Linked DNA regions of Sus scrofa: regions 1 and 2 are each linked to region 3. Evidence: chromatin contacts called from public Hi-C and promoter capture Hi-C data. All regions are on one chromosome and are shown on one strand. Each heading gives the region's core, a stretch centred on a gene start, on an enhancer-like site or on the middle of the called end of the contact. The rest is flanking DNA. Distances are from core to core; before and after follow the strand shown.

Evidence for each region. Promoter capture Hi-C pulls out the DNA fragments that hold promoters and counts their contacts. Hi-C and Micro-C count contacts between places; a contact is called where the count stands out from the background.
Region 1: a contact with region 3 is called in a promoter capture Hi-C map of liver, with 2.9 times the contacts expected there. The contact joins the promoter of FAM185A here to the promoter of RSBN1L in region 3. A contact is called at or near these places in 1 of 5 promoter capture datasets (liver) and 3 of 47 Hi-C or Micro-C datasets (heart right ventricle and skeletal muscle).
Region 2: a Hi-C map of heart right ventricle shows a contact between it and region 3, with 1.8 times the contacts expected there. The contact joins the promoter of GSAP here to the promoter of RSBN1L in region 3. A contact is called at or near these places in 1 of 47 Hi-C or Micro-C datasets (heart right ventricle) and 1 of 2 datasets of contacts at active chromatin or transcription factors (alveolar macrophages).

The regions. Positions count from the first base shown.
Region 1 is chr9:102,917,287-102,921,578 of Sscrofa11.1, reverse strand. It overlaps FAM185A (protein FAM185A), which reads right to left and starts at 1,633. Exons shown (of 10, transcript XR_002347078.1): 1 at 935-1,633. It overlaps CCDC146 (coiled-coil domain-containing protein 146), which reads left to right and starts at 1,821. Exons shown (of 20, transcript XM_021102558.1): 1 at 1,821-2,026.
Region 2 is chr9:102,692,078-102,696,871 of Sscrofa11.1, reverse strand. GSAP (gamma-secretase-activating protein) reads right to left here and starts at 2,026. Exons shown (of 32, transcript XM_021102559.1): 1 at 1,835-2,026. The coding sequence starts at 1,934. LOC110262246 (a long non-coding RNA gene) reads left to right here and starts at 1,462. Exons shown (of 2, transcript XR_002347079.1): 1 at 1,462-1,751; 2 at 2,363-4,794.
Region 3 is chr9:102,432,682-102,437,242 of Sscrofa11.1, reverse strand. It overlaps RSBN1L (round spermatid basic protein 1-like protein), which reads left to right and starts at 2,028. Exons shown (of 8, transcript XM_021102552.1): 1 at 2,028-2,640. The coding sequence starts at 2,070. It overlaps LOC102167692 (a long non-coding RNA gene), which reads right to left and starts at 2,717. Exons shown (of 4, transcript XR_002347076.1): 1 at 1,415-2,717.

The DNA of each region.
Region 1 (4,292 bases), core at 384-2,883, 480 kb before region 3:
GAAGCATTCAGGTACAGTGGTTGAACAGACTCCAGTCATTTCAAATCCCAGTTCCACCCTTTACATCTGAGAGAAAATGGGCATAGTCCTTGATGTATCCCCACTAGAAATAAAGTTTCATGAAGGCGTGGATTTTTTTTTCTACTTGTTGGCCCACAATAAATACTTGGTATATGAAACCTGCTGTATTTCAATTCACTTATCTGAAACTGTGACAATAACAGCAGCTAAAATATAGTGCAACTGTAAGGATTAAAAGAGATTCTCTTAAGTGTTAGCTGCTATTATGATCATGGTCAAAATCTTCCTTCAGTTCCAGGAAGGCAGTAAGCCTGGGAATATTTTCCTAGAAAAGTGCTGCATACTATACACAAGTTTCCCAGGCAGTCTTACTATGTGTTCTTTCTTCAAAGCCTGTTACTAACAGAAAATTTATTTAGGCCAAAGTGAACGGTGACGTTTTCAATAAGAAGCTGAGTGCCTGTTAGAAACCAAACACTCGGTCTGGGTTAAATGGAACATACAGACAAGGCTGTTCTGAGACAGAGACCCCAGACGGTGAGCAAGGGGAAATGCAGGTGGACTGCTTGCCAGAGAATAGATTATCAAGATAATCTAACCCTGAAAAAAAACTTCATTATTGACAAAGTGCAGTGACAGAAATAGATACAAAGTGCCAAAGGAGAATATAAGGGCTTCCACAAATGTTACTTATATATTCATCTTTCCATTCAATTTATAAAATTGCTGTAATTGAGTACCTAATTCCCAAAATAGAAAAAAAAAAAAAAAGGGCATCTTCCCTTCCGAAGGGGAAAATTGTAAATTACGTTGGAAAGTCATATCCAAAAAACCAATTAAAACTGCACGTCGGCCTAATTCAAGATAGCGCTACGTGTGCCCTGGGACCCAAACCGGTTTTAACTTCACTTGCCAAACATCAGGGGCGCGCTCACTTCCACAGACGCCTGGGGATCGATGACGTCGGACACGATGATCACCTCCTTCTGCGCCTCGTCGTATGTCACCTGCAGGCCGGCCACGGCCTGCGCCGCGCCCTCCACTCCACTCACCGCCACCAGCACGTGGTTGTTGTCCGGGTGGGAGATGGGGTCCAGGGGCTTCACGGCCAGGTGGCATGGAAGCCGTGCCCGCAGCCGACCGAAAGGGCTCACCATCAGCGCCCACTCTTTCAGACTCGGGCGCGCGGGGCCAGACGGAGAGACCTCGGGCTTGGACCCACCTGAGCCGTACATCCGGGCTTGACAAGCCCCACATGCCCAGGGCACTGAGGCCTCGGGGGCCCATGCTCGCAGCTGACAGAGCCGGAGGCAGCCCAGCCCCCATCCCCAGCGGAGGGTGAACATGGCGCGCCCCACTCACGCTCCCTAGGATCACCTGTCACAGGCCAGTCTCTCCGTAGCCAGTGGACCCGGCCACTGTGCCTGCTCAAGTCAGAAAGTAGACTTTAGAGAGGGTCTGCTGACGCAAGGGCAAGGCCGCCCACTTCCCTCAGCAACTTAAACCTCAGCTGCACACGCCTTGGCGGCAAATTGTAATTTGAAAGTTCTAAGTATCACAGTGACCAGGGACTCCTCGCCTACTCCTCCCCTTTCGCAAAGGCCAATGGGATAGGTAGTTCTAATGGAGGACAGCCGTCGGAGGGCTCCTGCAACTTATAAACTACATGTCCCAGGAGGCAATGCGCAGAGCTGTGCGCGTAGTAAGAGCTGGTGTTAGATAGGACTGGGAAGGCATGCGCCCTTTCTATCAAGCCCATTAGCCATTGGAGGGACTGGGGGCGGGGGGGAGGGGAAATCCACATAAGAATCCAACTGGCCAATGGAAAGCGTAGAAGGCGCAAGATGGGCAAGTCTGTATGGTTTCCTTGGATACCGAGGACGCGATTTCTTTGGAGAGGGTGGAGTTTTGGAGTGAGACCCAGGAGGCCATATCCACAGAAAAAAATAGGAATTTAAATAAGGATCAAAACCAAGGGAAGTGATAAGAAACTGCGCTTTTAAAGGTGAGAACAAGATCAAAATAGCATTATCCTCAGTGAGTGGTTAGATCTAGACCTCACTGAACTCGTGCGCGGTACCCTGTACGAAGAATCTCTCCGCAAGAGGGTAAAGACCAGATTAGTGTTTATTGAGGAAACTCCATATTTTACAGCAAATGTAGGGATAGCATTAGAATTCCTTCCCCTTCCTGACTCTAAGTGATTTTAGGCCAGTCATTGAATGTCTATGGGTTTTAATGCTGGTTCTTAAAATGAGGCCAATAATACCTCCCTTGCCTTGCCTCAAAGGGTTTTTGCAGGGATCAAATGAGATAATGGGTGTGAACACGATGCATTGGCTACCAAACTGTTGTCTAAATTACAGTATTTTTATTTTATAGCATATACGCTAAGTTACCAAGAAAAATCTGAGAGATCAGGACTGGTGTTGACAGCAGCATTGTTCTCTTTGACTACAAAAGATCCTCAGTTTTAGGACTAAAAATATACGAGAGTGAGAGAGAGAGAGACACGGAGTGAGTCAACACAGTGCAATGGGAAGAGTACGAAACTCGTTATTTTCCTGGCTCTGCCGTTGTCTGTCTGTTACCTACCTCTATTTCTTTAGCTTTAGGTGAAGAAGGATTGTGCTAAATGACTCTGTGAGGTCTGCTTTACCATTTATTATTCGGTGGGCAATTTTAAAAATGAGGAAAGATATATTTCCTCCTTTCTATCTATCGCTCTCTCTCTGTGCCCCTTCCTCCTCCTACAAATTATTCCCTAAATTATTCAGCAAAGATACACTGCAAACAGCGACATTCAGTAAAATGCAACAGCTGAAACTGAATGCCTTAAAAATTGAAGTCCTTGGTCAAGTGCAATGACCAGAATTACTGGGAGTTATAGTGATAGAGAGATGGGCTAACGTCCTCATGGGCTCAAGTCACAGGGTTCTTTGCTAGCCATTACCTTTTTAAAAATTCACTGTTTTTCTTAAGTTATCCTATCCTTTTTCCTTTTTGCCCCAGTCCTTCCTTTCACCTTGTGAAGGCTCACGATAGGTGCAAGCTTTTAGCTTTATTTAGTATTAAGTTCCCACTGAATACTACTAGTTCTTAGCTTTGTGTTTTATTTGGTCATCATTATTCAAACTACTCTTCAAACTGTCTTTTTAATGAAAACACATGGAACTAACTTTTGAAAAAGGCATTGGTTTAAGAAAGTTGAGAATACACTCAAATTTGTTGTACACATGCCAAATATTTTTACATTAAATAGGAACTCCAATAGATAATTTTGTTTCCATGATAATTTTTCCTTTTCTTATACAAACCAAGTTAGTGGAATTGGCAACTGAACAATAACTGTTTATGTGGCAAAATCATTGCTCTACTATTTTCAAATATACAAAATAACATGAGAGAAAATCACTGAAAAATTACTTTTCAGACCATCTGGGTTTAAAATGCAGAGAATTTACTTGTAAGATATTTTTATACCTTCAGCTTTTAAATAGCCATTCCTGTGGTCATAACATATACACATGATAAGGGTGTAAGTTATTAAAAGAGTTCAGTTTAGCAATATGCATAAAGCACCTTAAATAAATGTGTATCAATGACCTGGAAATTGTCCTTTTTAGAATTTAACATAAGCATAAAATTAGGGATATTCATGAAAACTTAGTTCGAGGAATTTTGTTTTATAGGGTTACTTATGACAATAAAGAATTGAAGCAGTTTAAAAGTCCAAAAATAGGAGGTTGTTACATGAATTAGTATACATCTGGAGTATTATACATCAACTTAAAATTCTATTTTGAAGATTATTCAATGATATGGGAAATCTTCCTTGACATAACTATAAGGAAAACCCCACAATTTTCTTTCTATATATGTCTCCTTTACTCATGTAACTTCACTTCTGACACTTCCAGTCACCAAATGTGTGGAGGTTTTCCCCCACAACAAGTGACACCAGCTCGATGTCCCAGAATTTAACTAAGTTTGATACTAATGTCAGATTCCACAGATCAAGGGCTCAGTTCCAACAAACTGCTCCCATCCACTTCAGATGCCAATCACTAGTAGGTCTTCAGATTACTGACAACTTCTATCCAATTTGGCTACAAATTGGAGATTTCCACGACTGACCTTCCCAGGTTCAATTAATTTGCTAGGGGAGCTCACAGAGCTCAGGAAAACATTTAAGTTTATCACCTTCCCAAAGGATTTGATAAAGGATACAGATGAACTACCAGATGGAAGAGATGCAGAGTACGAGGCAA
Region 2 (4,794 bases), core at 777-3,276, 260 kb before region 3:
AGTAGCAATTTCTTTTAGCATAACAGGGCTAGCATCTTTCCAAGGTGCTCTGCAAGAGCAAAATACTACCAATATCAGAAAAAGCTGGCATTTCTAGTGAGTTTACTTTCTGAAGACCCAACAGTATCTGGTATTTAGTGGAATGTCAACCCACAAGTTTATATTTCTTTACAGATGAGTGAAAGACACAAGGAAGCCAAAACCTAACTAGCTCATACACAGCGTTTTGATCACAACACACGTTACTGAAACACAAGACTGTGGCATTTCACACTTCATCTAACTTCTCATTTTCAGAAACCTGCCACTTAGCTATCTAAGATGGAGGTCCAGAGAAAGGACCACTTTGTGATGGAAAGCAGACTGAGAGCTCCTTGGTGTGTTTTCAAAAGTTAAACCTTCAAAAATTCTTTAGATGCTCAGGAGACTTTTAAAAATTTCCTCCCAAAGTGAAGTTTTACTAATAATGACACTAGTCATTAGTCAAACTCACTAGTCAAACTCAAGCCTTGAGCTAGACAAACACAACTCCTTATTTGGGACCAATAACCAAAATGCCAAGACAAGGAACCATACAAATATCCTGCTAAAGCCATAGGATAATGTGAAGATAAACAGTAGGGATAGAAAACTTTCACCAGGGTTAAGGGGAAAGGAGTTGTAGACATGGATATTTTGATAGCCCTCCCCAAAAATGCCCTCCAGCAGTCTACAGTGTTTAAGGAAAACCAAAGAGACAAACTGAATTGGCTAGCTCCTATGCACAACTGGGATCCAGGGTATCAGTGCTTTGAACCTGAACTTAAGCCCTGAAGATGAAACACTTATTTACAGGAAACTTCCCTTCTTAAAAAAACAACCTGGGAAATCACAGAATTCCCCTTCTTTAAAGTTTTGATTGATCAATGCTGAGAAGACTCAAAAGTCACTTTTCACTCCATCAAAATTAAAAAATTTCTAAAACCAAAGCCCAACTGTCCAGAATGCATTCCAATCCATCCTGAAGAAACTGGGCATCACTTGGTGTCTTGCCCCTTGCTGGCCTGCACAGGTGGTCTCTGGAATGGTGGTGATGGGCCTGAGGCTTTGGAAAAGAGCAGGCTCTCAGTTCACTGCTCACAGACTGAAATCGGTCCCCTACCCTCTGACACTTCACCTCTGAAGTGGCATGTCCCCTAAATTATGGACACTGTTCACACAGAAACACGTCTCACAAAAGTGAGGGCAAACTGTGCAACTATTAAGTACTCATATGGTGATTTTCTTGGTGGCCGTGATTCATCTTCTCTTTCTCCTGACTCGAGAGCTCCAGGAGCCCCCAGTCTTGGTAGAGCCCTCACCAGGGTGATAAATCTTTTCAGGCAGGTTAGATGTGAATGAAGCAGCGAGAACCACCCTCCCAACTCCCCGCAGCCTGGGGCTGGAGGAGCGGAGTCTGGGCAGCAGCTCCTCCACGCCTTGCCCTGATGCTAAAGGTACCACTAGTGTCCCCAGGCTTTCTGCTGAAGATGATTTACTATGGGCAACCAGTAAGCCCATAGCTGGAGGGCTCGCAAGAAGAAGCAGTGCAGCTCGGCCGAGATCCTCCCCGGGGGCTGCCCTCCAATCTTCACCCCGGTGGCCGGGTGACAGTGGCAAAGCCCAGATTCAAAGAGGGAAGCTCGCGCCTTCGGCACCAACCTTGGTAGGGGGCACAGGCTGCCGCCGTCCGGCCGGCGACCACCACCCTGGCCCAGCCCGGAACCCTCTAGGTACGAACGACTCCGAGTCCCCAGCCTTGACCGCCTCCTCCTGCCACCACCCCCCACCCCGCCCAGACGCGCGCCTCCGGCACCTGGGCCGCCGCCTCCGGGCGCAGCGGCCGCTGACGCCGCCCGCAGCCACGGTAGCACGTCCTTCCTGAGATCGAAGTCGGCGACAAGACGGAGAGCCATCGCCCGGACGCTGCCTCGGGGCGACTCTGGGGCCCCGCGCCTCGGACATTCCCGGCCCTCCGCGCGCCACCGCGTCCGCCCCTCCTTCCTCTCCCCCGCCCGCCGCTTTCGGTTCCGTCGCGTCGGGGCGGGAGAAGCCCCGGCACCGCCGCCTCCCGGCCCGGCCCGCGCCGCACACCCGAACCACGGGCTGCCCTCGCCGAGCTGGGAGGGAGGGAGACTGCGGCGCGGGGACCAGGGCCACCGAGGCCCGGAACCTTCGCTTGTACTCCCAGGGCGGAGGACCCAGAGGGCCCGAGGATTTGTTTTTTAAGAGACGTGGAGAAGTCGCTAGACCGATGGTTTCCAAGCTATGCTGCACGTTACATGTGGGCGCTAAGCGTTTTGGGACTTGCTTTGAGTTTTTTTTTTTTTTTTTTAATCCCCAGGTGATTCCACTGTGCAGCAAAGTGGCTAGACGGAGGTATTACTAGCTGATTCACCTGAGAAAGTTCAAGTTCACTGCCACCGGGGATTGAAGCAGGCGGCCGCTTGGCCCTATTCGACCCGATTTCAGGGTGAGGGTGTTTTATTAGTGGTATTTAGGTGGTAAGTAGCAGCGAGGAGTGTGTGAACAAGATTCTGAGAGACATACGGAGACGCTGGAAAGGGTCAACCAGCTCAACACAAACAGGGCCTCTGCCTGTTTACACGGTTCCCTACACTGGCTTCAAGGAGGCTGCATTAAAGATTCAGGGAGGGCAGGAGTTCCCGTCGTGGCTCAGTGGTTAACGAATCCGACTAGGAACCATGAGGTTGCGGGTTCAGTCCCTGGCCTTGCTCAGGGGTTAAGGATCCGGCGTTGCAGTGGGCTGTGGTGTAGGTCGGCGGCTACAGCTCCGATTAGACACCTAGCCTGGGAATCTCCAGGAAGAGGACCTGAAAATGACAAAAAAAAAAAAAAATTAAGGGAGGGCAGACCTGTGTTTGCCAAAGGAGTGTGCGGGAGAGAGGGAGACTGACCGGGAGTTTGGAGTTGGTGGATGCAGACTGTTATGATTAGAATGGATGGTTGATGGGGTCCTACTGTACACCCCAGGGAACTGTGTCTGGTCTCTTAAGCTACAACATGATGAAAAAAGAAAAAAAAAAAAAAAAAGAATGCGAATGTGTATGTATGGGTGGCTGGGTCACTTTGCCATACAACAGAAATTGAAGGAACATTGTAAATCACCCATAATTAAAAAAAACAAAAACTTTTAAGTTAAAAAGGCGGGGAGGGGGGAATTCCCTCTGTGCTTAGTCTTTTAAAAGTGCTCTACTTCCAGGTGGACCTGTCATTTTGGGCATCCTCTCATCCCTATCCCTAAAAATAAGCCCACTGTTTTCTTTATCTTGCCACTCAGGTTTCTTTTCATTCCCAAGTGCACACCATCAGAATTGCTTGCCCACCTCTGATGCAGATCTAGTCCATGGTGAACATCAAAACCAGGTTATTACTCTCCCTGAAATAAAGCTGTCTTCATGTCCCCATGTGGCAGACCTTGAGCAGCAGCTGACCACCACAGGATAAAGTCTCTATACTTTACCTGACCCTTCTGGCCTTTTTGCCTAGACCTTTAGCTGCAGGTTGGCCTGATTCCAAAACCCCTGTAACGCCACCTTCCTCCCTCTTAAAAAAAAAAAAAAAAAAAAATCGCCAAACTGTTCCCATCTGGATCCACAAAGCCTTCGCACTGCTTCAGCCCACAGCAACCTTCCCTAACCCGGAACTCCTAGAGAGGTGTTGCTAGTACACCTCATTTGACAGTCAAATACTGTACCAAGACAGGAATTGAATCTTGACCCTTTGCACACACCCCTGCACCAGCTAACAGAGCATCTACAAGGGGCGGGATTGTTATTGAAGAATGAGTCAATTCAGAAATAGACTAAGGAACACTTTGTCACAAGTTTCTCAAAGTTAGGGTCTGAAAACTACATGAATTGCAATCATGTGAGAAGCGGTTTTACAATGCAGACTCCTGGGCTCAGGTCTAGATCTGGGCTAGGCACAGAAGTGTGCTTTTTAGCCAGAGCCTCTGGTGATTTTTAGGCTCCATAAGGTTTGAAACACTTCTCCAAATAAAGGTAAAAGAAACTCTTGAATTTGCCCTAGGGATATGTTTCTCCAACTGAGGTGGTGGATGATTTCAGGCCATTTTCCACTACTTACCATCAGATATGTAGGAAAATCACCCCACCTGCAAAGTGTATGAAGCTTTAATAGAAATGCTTAATGGCACTGCTAATATTGCTAGTGCATAACAGGGAGGCCACTGAGGTCCTGGGGAGTTACTGCAATGAATGTTTCATAGCAAATGGAGCGTGTTGCCTTTTTCATACAGAAACATGTTACTTGCCTATTTAAAAAATTCAGTAAGTTTCTGTTGGTTTTTTCACAGTTAACCTCTATTTTTGGCAAGCAAGACTGATTTTATAATCCTCATCAAGCAGTGATTATGTAAAATTTCACTTCCAAGTAAATTTAAATAAAAAAGAACATAGAGTATGTGAGAAATAGTAAGACACCAGAAAGATGTGGCCAAAAGCATGAAGGAAGTATATGAATGGCTGAGCTTTGGAGATAATTTGCTAAGGAAAAAAACTAGTGACTCGTTTAAAATTTGTGAAAGCTTAATAGGAAAAGAATACTGATGTATTATCCTTCAACTCTAGAGAAAGCAGAACTGGAGACTGTCCTGTCTTCTTTAGTTAAAAAGCTGCTTCATTGATGGATGTGTTAACTTGACTATGGTAATCATTTCACAATGTATATTTATATCAAGTTATGCATTATACACTTTAAATATATACCTCAAAAAATGAAAAAAGAAAAGAA
Region 3 (4,561 bases), core at 779-3,278:
CAGATTTTCCTGACTTCTTTGTGGGAGATGAGGGAATAAATGGTGTAAATTTCTAGGCTTTATGTCACTGTATATAAGAGACTCTTATCTATATCTGGAGGGTTAACAATTAAGAAGCTATTTTTATTCTAATGATTTCAGTGTGATTTTTGAAAAGCTCTCTGTGACCCTTGCGCCTCCAGCACTTGGGAATGCCCAGGCCATGGATGAAACCCACACCACAGCAGTGACCTGAGCCACAGCAGTGACATCACTGGATCCTTAAGCCACGGGCCACCAGGGAACTCTGAAAATCTCCTTAAATAAAGAAGGGATCTCAGTGATCATGTAATCAAATTTACTCACTTAACAAATAAAACAAACGTTTTGATAGATAAAGGGCACCCTTACTGAGAGTACAAAGCTAGTCAGTAGCAGATGACTTCCTCTACTCTTTATCCATTCTTCTACCAATGACACCTTTCAGGAAGACACCTACTGCCAGTCAAATCCAACTATAAAGTTTACAGTTGCTTTCACTGTCATGCATTGAAGGAAGTGCACTAAATGCTTTTCACTACTCTAAAAATTCTAGACAACTAAAAAAAGGTCTACAAACCAATATTAAATTTTGACTCCAAAATATCTAAAAAGCCAACCTCCCATAACCCCCCAAAGTGAAAATAAAAAAAAAAATTTCAAACTTCATGAGGTCTCCAGACTTGGTAATCCTGAAAAGTTACTTTCAATTGATTTCCACAAAGTTATATGCAATTTAGGGCTCTCTTGAGGACTCAAACTCTCCTCCAACTGGTCATCTTTTTTTTTTTTTTTTTTTGGCTTTTTGGCTTTTTAGGGCTGCACCTGTGGCATATGGAGGTTCCCATGTCCCAGCTCAAATCAAAGACGCCAGAGCAACCTCAGATCCAAGCCATGTCTGCAACCTACATCAACAGCTAATGGCAACAGTGGATCCTTAACCCACTGGGCAAGGCCAGGGATCAAACCTGCATCCTTATGGATACTAGTCAGATTCATTTCTGCTGAGCCACCACAGGAACTGGACATCTCGTGATTTTACTTTGATTTTACTTGATTTTTCTCTTGATTTTACTTCATCTATTTTTACTTTGACTTTTTGATCTCCTGAAGATCTTGGAGTAAATATCCTGTTCTTCACTTTGGATGCAATGACTGTAACCATCTCCTCAAACTCCTCATCTTCTAAGTTACAAAGCACACGGCTTACAAAACATTGAACAGAATGCTAACGAAACGCTAAAATACACTTTAAAAAATCCTTGCTTTTTAAACATCTATAGGTACCGCCAATAAATTTTTCTCAGCGGATGTGAGCTACAATAATGCTAATAAAATTAAATTTTTAAGAGTCCAAAAGCAATAGTTAAAAAAAAATTCTTCAGGAGAGTCTTACCTTCAAGCTTGGTAGTAAGCAATCCGCAAGAAAGTTCTGGGTCTTCAGGAAGTTACCTCCCTCAGAGCATTAGAGATGACGATTTTAGCAAAACTGCACTACTTCTCAAGACAAGTGACTTTTTAGCTCCTGCCATCAATCGATTATTGCCTGATAGACGCAAGGATTTAATTTCAGGCAAATTTTTCTCCTCAGAGTTGAGTTGGCTCAGAAATTCGGCTTCTGAGCGGGAACAGGCAGAGGAGGGGCCAAAGGTACTTCAGGGAAAAAAGAAGGGAAAGTGGTACACGACAAAGTCGTCGAGGCAGAAACGACCGCGACCTGGCCGGGACAGATTTTGGGATCTGGAATTGGGGTTCTCAGACGCTCGCGGGGCACCCGAGTTCTGGCAGGAAGACCCTCCCTTCACTGCTCGCTGGGCCATTAGCCGCGCCCCGCGGTCGGATGAACTCCAAAAAGGGAACGCAAGGCGATCCCCCCCCACTCCCCACTGCGGCTCGAGACTCGCTCCTTTGATTGGTTCTTAGAGAGATCCCTCAGGGTGGCTCGCCGAATGGAGAGCCCGGCCGCTCCGCCCCTTTCCCGCCTCTCGCGGAGTGCCCGCCCCTGCCCCGCGCCCGGGAGCGAAGGAGAGTAAATACAACAGGAGCGCAAAATGGCGGAACCGCCGAGCACAGTGCACGGCGCCCCCGCCGCTACCGCCGTTTCGGAGAAAGAACCCTTTGGCAAGCTGCAACTCCCCCCTCGGGACCCATCGGGTCCTCTGTCCGCCAAGAAGATCCGGACTGAGGAAAAGAAAACGCCGAGGAGGCTGAACGGAGAAGGAAGCAGCGGCGGGAACAGCAGGCTGTTGCAGTCGCCCGCGACACCTTCGCCTCAGAGCTATGGCAGCTCTGGTTCTTGGAGCTTCGCCGCTCTGTCTGCTGTCCCTACCCCATCCTCCTCTCGGAGCAATTTCTCTTTCTCCTCTGGCACTGCTGTCCCCTCCTCAGCCTCCGCTTCCTCGTCTCAGCCCGTGCCGCGCAAACTGCTGGTTCCTCCTACGCTGCTGCACGCTCAACCTCACCATCTCCTGCTGCCGGCCGCCGCCTCCTCGGCCAACGCCAAGCCGCGCAGACCCAAGGAAAAGCGAGAGAAGGAAAGGAGGAGGCACGGCCTCGGAGGGGCGGGCGAGGCCGGCGGGGCTGCCCGCGAGGAGAACGGGGAGATGAAGCCGCTGCAGCGAGGTGGGTGCCGGTGCCGGGAGGTGGGGGGAGGGCGCCCGAGGTCCCCGCCAGCAGCTGGCGCCCGTGGGGCCCGGGCAGGGGGAGCGCGGGGGCCGCGTGCGCCAGCCTGGAGGGGCGGGAGGCGTCCCGTTCTCCGCAGGCGATTTTGCGGCCCCCTTGGGGACAGGAAGTGGAGCCTGTAATTTCGGTCTCAGCGAGGCGAATGGCCGAAACTCATTTTCTGTATGGTCTCTGCCTCCGAGTTAGTGCGCTGCAGGAATTGTAGAATTCGGTCTAGGGGACCCGCCTAGGTGTGTTTGGCCACGGAGGTAGATGGGAGAGAACGGGATCGGGAAGGGTTTGGTCCTGTAGAAGATGCTTGACTTTTAGACCGTTTAGATGTGATCACAGAATTTATATTTGTGACACAGCCTCCAAAGCCAGAAAATCCTGTCAAAAAAAGGGGTGTGGAGAGCTTTGGCGTCAGCTGGAAGCTACCAGAGGCCTGAGGTTTTCATTCCTATTAGGGAAATGAGGTAGTGTGCAGGGCCGGGAGTGTGCTGTTTCACAAGGTACCCTCCCTCCACCCTTCTCTCCACTCCGTATTCTTAGGTGTTTTGAGTGGTCCTGTTTAAAATAGGACCACTTGAGAAAGGATTTTCAGCCATATTCTTTTTTTTTTTTTTTTTTTTCCCCCTGAAGCAAATGATAAAATCAGGAGTATTGACGTTTTTCGGCCAGACCAAGAACTTGACTGCAAAATGTTTTAGCATCAGAGAAAGGGAGATTCTTAAGCGTTCTTTTCAGAAACGACTACGAAGTTTTCTTTTAAAATGTAGGCTAGTCATATAATTTTCAGGAAGTATTTCTTTAAAACAGTCCTACCTATTTAGCTCTTTGATACAGTGTTTTGACAGTGGTGCAACATGGAGACTGGTTGAAAATTAGATCTTTATATGATCACACGCTTAAAGCACGTAATGTCCGTTGATACACAGTATTGTCAAAGTATTTTTGTTTGTTTTAGGGAAAGTGACATGTCAAGCAGTTTTAGCGTTGCTAATCTAATGATAGTTTAGAGCATGAACAATTCTCTCTGTTTGAATTAGAATGGCTGTTTTCTCAATTTTTAAAGATGCTGCACAATAGTATGTAGCAACAGTGTTACCTCAGTGGCATATTAGCATAGCCGTCAGGTACTCTTGCACACAGTTAAAGGATCTCTCAGCTTCGAAGAGTGTTGTTTCTAGGAAAGTAGTTTTGAGAATGGAATTTAACTATTTTAGTTGGGAATTTTAGTTGGCTAGTATCTTAAAGCAATTTTGTTTTGAAAGTGCCTGGAAGTCTGCATTTGCCGCATAACATCAATCTTATTTGTGATGTGTAAAGTGTGTTTGCTCTTCTGATTTCTCTGAATGAGGAAGTGAATGTGGGTATAACATTATGGATGTATAGCAATCGCTGAAAATAAATAAGTAAGCAATCTTTAACAATTCTAACCCAAAATATGGGAGCACATAAATGGCTTTTAAAGTGAAATGGCTGTTAAAGTTTCTGGGTTTTTTTTTTTTTTTGCTTTTTAGGGTCTCACCCGTGGCATAAGGAGTTTCCCAAGCTAGGGGTCAAATCGGAGCTGTAGCTGCTGGCCTACACCACAGCCACAACAACACAAGATCCGCCACGACTGCAACCTACATCACAGCTCACGCCAATGCCAGATCCTTACCCACTGAACAAGGCCGGGGATCGAACCTGCATCCTCATGGATGCTAGTCACATTCGTTAACTGCTGAGCCATGATGGGAACTCCATAAAGTTTCTAGTCTTTTAAATCACTTTTAGAATCCTCCTTTTGAAGGCTACAGCTTACATCATTAAGCCTGAATATAAGCAATGATAGCTTTTACATTAAGATGTTTTTCTCTCATGTATGTAGTAGCTT